2 separate regions of the Triticum aestivum genome follow, and region 1 is linked to region 2. The links are chromatin contacts, called in public Hi-C maps. All regions are on one chromosome and are shown on one strand. Each heading gives the region's core, a stretch centred on a gene start, on an enhancer-like site or on the middle of the called end of the contact. The rest is flanking DNA. Distances are from core to core; before and after follow the strand shown.

Evidence for each region. Hi-C and Micro-C count contacts between places; a contact is called where the count stands out from the background.
Region 1: a Hi-C map of leaf shows a contact between it and region 2, with 3 times the contacts expected there. The contact joins the promoter of LOC123181200 here to the promoter of LOC123181197 in region 2. A contact is called at or near these places in 2 of 5 Hi-C or Micro-C datasets (both in leaf).

Annotation. Positions count from the first base shown.
Region 1 is chr1D:238,165,514-238,168,213 of IWGSC CS RefSeq v2.1, forward strand. It overlaps LOC123181200 (DEAD-box ATP-dependent RNA helicase 12), which reads left to right and starts at 1,359. Exons shown (of 10, transcript XM_044593454.1): 1 at 1,359-1,882; 2 at 2,384-2,444; 3 at 2,575-2,700. The coding sequence starts at 1,512.
Region 2 is chr1D:237,762,729-237,765,428 of IWGSC CS RefSeq v2.1, forward strand. LOC123181197 (remorin) reads left to right here and starts at 1,359. Exons shown (of 4, transcript XM_044593452.1): 1 at 1,359-1,777; 2 at 1,870-2,107; 3 at 2,286-2,367; 4 at 2,468-2,700. The coding sequence starts at 1,657. The coding sequence ends at 2,665.

The sequences.
Region 1 (2,700 bases), core at 109-2,608, 400 kb after region 2:
AACAAAGAAGTGTTGATTGTCAACAAGACTACCGGTTTCAAGAAGAAGGGCAAGTCTAAGAAAAAATCTAGCGGTGTCGATAAGACCGTCTCAGAGCCAGTAAGGAGACTGAATGTTTCTACTGCAAACAGAAGGGTCACTGAAAGCGTAACTTCAAGAAGTACATGGCGGATAAGAAGAACGGTTTCTATGGTGAGAAGATATTTTATTTTGAATGATAAGATTGATATGATTGTTTCTATGAATGCTTCTAAACATGGATGTTAGGGATGTTTCTCTTGGTGGTAATAATGAGCAAGTGGATGTTTCTCTTGTTGGCTCCTGGTGATGTTACAGATGTTCTCTTGTTGCACTTGTTGAACGAAATAATGACCAAATGGATGTTAACTTTATTAATAAATAACCTTGCTAAATGCTAATAGGAACTTTGTTGGTACTTATCCTCAAAATAATTTTGGGAATTCTTATGGTAGCAAAAATGTACCTTCTGAATTAGAAAGTGTTATTTAATGACTTTATTGCCACTAAACAAGATTTTAACAATCTTGTTGGCATCCCTAAAAAAACAATCTACTTTGATCCATGATGTTGAAATACTTACTGTTAAAGCTTTGCCCAAAAATGACATGCATGAATCTCTTAAATTCATTCAAGCCGTTCTTGATAATAATGACATGATGGTTGTCATGCTTGGAGCTAGACGTGAGAGAGAACAACAAAAAAGAGAGGTTATGTAAACGTATGTATGAAATATAGCAAGACACGACATTTTAATAAAATCATACAAGTTACATACTCCCTCCGTCCAAATTAAGACAGACGGAGTATAAAACAACTTAATTTAACCTTACATCGTCTGAAAATTCTTTGAATTTAAGAGCCTCAAAGATTCTCATTATCTCATTGGGACGTTGATGTTAGGGCTTCTCGTCGTGGGGTGAGATTTCAATGTCCGGTGCTTCTGATCTATTCAAGGGATCAACAACGATGACTGTTGTTCGAAGGTGCTGGTCCTCAGGGCCACGTATACGAAGACTTGTTGACTGATATCGACAAGATCAAACCGGTTTCGATAGGGGACCGACGACAACGAAAGGTAGACGGCTCGTTTTGATGATAGTAGTGGTCTTCGGCGGTCTTGAAATCTTAATGTAATTTTTATTATGTTTAAATTGCCTTGTGCTTTCGATGAATTGAATCCTTTAAAAAAAATAAAGCCTCCAAGACTAAGTTCGAACATCAAGCCCAGGAGACAGTTTTCTGATTGAAAAATTCCGAGAAATGGATGCTAACCCCCCTCAGACTAAGCTCGTTTGATGCAGCACCCCCCTCAGACAGAAAAATATCCGCCTCCTCCCGAGGTCTACATTTCGAAACCGTGCGCTTCTGGATCGGATCCACCGCGTCCAAAGCCCAAAAGCGAAACCCACGCCCTCCGAAAGGGGCAAACCGTCGGAACCCTAGATCCGTCGCGCCTGGTCGCCCCCAGCTCCAAAACCCTAGATCCCGCCATGCACCACCCGAGGGCCCGGTACCCGCCCGGCTACGACTACGGCGGCGGCCGCGGCGGTAACGGCGGCGGCGGAGGCGGTGGAGGAGGTGGAGGAGGTGGCGGCGGGAACCAAAACTACTACGGCGGCCGAAACCCGCATCCCCAGCACCACGATTACCAGCAGCAGCAGCAGCAGCACGCGCAGAGGAGCTCGTTCCCGCAGCAGCAGCAGCAGCAGCACGCGCAGAGGAACTCGTTCTCGCAGCAACAGCAGCAGCAGCATCAGCAACAACAGCACCAGCAGTGGCTGCGGCGGGACCAGGCCGCGGCCCAGGAGTCAGGAGAGGGTGCGGCCAGGACGGTGGCGCGACTCGACGCGGTGGACACGAGGTACGGACCATTTACGCTGCTTATTGCCTTGCCGATTGATAGGGTTTGTGTCGCCCGGATGCGATTTTCTTGTGGTCGCGGAAGTGGGGTGGGGTTGGGGTGGGGGTGGTGGTGGGGGTGGGGTGGGGTGGGGGAAGAGGTGCTATTTCATGATTAGATCATGTCCTTGAGACAAGGCAGTGCTCTGCTTAAGTTGTATGGCTGCAAGAGGCTTAACTCTTCCTCTGTATACGCTGTTAACTGAATAAGCTGAATAAGCAACTACCCACTGGGTGTATGCAAGCTTATTTGCTCTATTACAACTGATTGCTTCCTGGTTGGATGCACTTTATTTATGCAAGTACGCTGTGTTTTCATCTTAGTTCACCATTGCTGGTGTTCCATACTTCTCTGCAGCATCGTATCGATTCATTTGTTTGTCATGCCGTATGGAACTAGCCTAGCAATGCTTTGCCTTAAAGGGAATTAGTTGACACCTTTATCTTCTTTTGTGTGTTCCAGCTCTCAAGATTGGAAGGCACAGTTGAATATTCCAGCTCCAGATACTCGTTTTAGGACAGAGGTGAGTACTAATGACATCATGGAATTTCACTCAGCAAGATTCGGCGTGAGGTGCTGAATGGCACCAATCTGCAGATGTCAGGTGTACTGATGTTCTTTCTATTCTGCAATATGTTTGGTGCTTTACTTAGGATGTTACTGCAACGAAAGGCAACGAGTTTGAAGATTATTTTTTGAAACGTGAGCTACTTATGGGAATATATGAGAAGGGATTTGAAAGGCCATCTCCTATTCAAGAAGAAAGCATTCCAATTGCT
Region 2 (2,700 bases), core at 109-2,608:
AGATACTCTCTTCGCGAAGAAACTTTGTGACTTGTTCGCTAGTGTGGAGGTTGCTTGACCTGGTTTGGGCAGGCGATTGCTTGCCTCCTGACGGGGACACCAATAAGGGGCAAATAGAAGGTAGGCAAAGGCAAGAGTGGCGTCATACGTAAGGCGTTTCTGGTTGCTTGATGGATGATCTTCGGTCTCTCGACCTGTCCTCTTGGATTGGGAGATGCACGATGTCTTGTGTCAAGGTGTTCTTGTGAGGATTCACTTTGCGTAGTAGCAATGTTGGCGTTTGTGGATGTTGTGCATTCAGAGAGTTTGGCAGGGGCCGACTGTGCGGTTGTCGGGTTTTTTGTCATGTGAGTGGTTAATCCGTACTTCGTTTTTGTAGATTTTTTTTTAAATTAACTGGGCAATTCTCTTCTTCTTCTTTAAAAAAAAACTCAATTTCGGAAACGAAGTTGGGTCAGCGGACCATATGTCCAGCCGTGCATACGTTAGCATCGCAGCAGCTCGCCTATAACTGCTGAGACAATCAAATACCGCCGGGGCAAACTGAACTGCACGAGATCTTTACAGAAGTGGAAAAATCCAGCTAGCTTCGACACATGACATTTCGTTAAGATTAGTCCACTTAATGAGTAATGACGATGATGAAGGCATGATTATCTTTGTTGATGGATGATGAGCTAGGCAGCGAGAAGACTACACATCTCATCTTTCTGCCAAATCATTGCAGCTCCGTTCTGCCAGAGATGTACGTGGAGCCCTTTGCACAGCGTCCACGGAACACATCCGGACCATCTTTAAACTAATCGCCAGTAGTTTAATGGCGATAGAGATATATATAGATTCATCGTCCATAAATAAGACGGCGACAGATTAGGCCGACGCACGAAGGAATCCACCCTGATCCCCAGCGCCAGCGGTGCGAACGTGGGCACGTCTCTTGCCGGATAAACATATCTCCCGTCCGGGCAGCTAGCTCCCCTCCAAGTCGCTGTCCGTCCCCGTCGTCGTGCCCGCGACATCGCCGTCGCCGGCCAGAAAGAAACCATTTCGTGATCTCGAAGTTAAACTCCGCGACACGCCTCGTCCATTTCGCTGCCCATCCACGCACGAACACGACGCGCCGGCAGGTGTCATCTATCGGCCGTCGACTGCAAACCACCGCGCCTGTCGCGTGTCCATCTGCACTTGTGTTTGTATGTCTGAATGGGTCTCCAAAGTGCCTGCCAGCCACCACGAACGGCTTGGGCCGCCTCCCTGGCAAGCGTACGATATCCGGCCGTTTTGTGACCCGTGGTGGCCGACCTGTGAAAGATCAATCGTGCACGCGGGCAAGTGACGTCTGTTGTGAAAAACACAGCAGCCGGGACGTAAAAGAGCGAGAGAAGGCGCGCCACCTAATCTGGACCAATCAATCTGTACACTACATCCAGCCAACCTCGCCCGTTAAAGTGGTTGATCGATGTGCTGTGCTCTCCCCTCTCTCTTTTTTTAGGGTCTCCCCTCTCTCTTCCTGCGGCCGCTGCATATAGTACTCTTGCGTTGGCTTTAGTTTGCCAGCCACCACGTCCGACCAGCACAAACAAGACTGTACTCTGGGCTCCTCTGACTCCGTGTCTTGCTAAAATATCTTGATCGACTCGTTGCGAGGTTGATCAGATGGCGGAGGAAGCGAAGCAGGATGTGGCGCCACCCGCGCCGGAGCCGACCGAGGACGTCGCGGACGAGAAGGCGGCGGTTCCGTCGCCGGAGGAGTCTAAGGCCCTGGTTGTCGCCGAGAGTACGTTGATTGATGCATGTTGCATGGTTAGCGGCGGGCAACTACATGGTCAGGTCAGTGGTGCTAACCCTTTTCATGTTTCTTTCCTTCAGATGACGCCGAGAAGCCTGCAGCTACAGGGGGCTCACACGAACGAGGTACTGGGTCTTCCTCGTCCAAGTCGGAAATCAACCATACATCTGAGGCTCTGAGCAGTTGGTTAATTAAAAAAAAACTGATGTGCAACTCTGCCACTTCTTCAGATGCTCTGCTCACGAGGGTCGCGACCGAGAAGAGGATTTCGCTGATCAAGGCATGGGAGGAGAACGAGAAGGCCAAAGCCGAGAACAAGTGAGTCTCCCGTTCTCTAAATTTTCACGAGTAACCACCACCAATGATATTCACCGAGATGGCTCCATTTTTATCCGCATTCAGATTTTAACTTCCGTTGCACTCAGAATTCAGTGCTTCATCACCTCGTGTCTCTCATTTAAGCCCTCATTTTTTTTTACTTTCTCGTGTCACGCAGGGCCGTGAAGTTGCTGGCGGACATCACCTCGTGGGAGAACTCCAAGGCCGCGGAACTGGAAGCCGAGCTCAAGAAGATGCAAGTAAGTTTGAGCTCCCACTTACCATAGGCGACGCCATTAGTAGGACACAAGCTATTACTGATTGGCACGAAACGTTGTGGGGGCACCTACGTACATGCAGGAGCAGCTGGAGAAGAAGAAGGCGCGCTGCGTGGAGAAGCTCAAGAACAGCGCCGCGACGGTGCACAAAGAGGCGGAGGAGAAGCGTGCCGCGGCGGAAGTGCGGCGCGGCGAGGAGATCGTCGCGGCGGAGGAGGCCGCCGCCAAGTACCGCGCCAAGGGTGAGGCGCCGAAGAAGCTGCTCTTCGGCAGGGGATAGATAGCCGCGGCTTGGAGACAGTCCTCTTCGCTTCA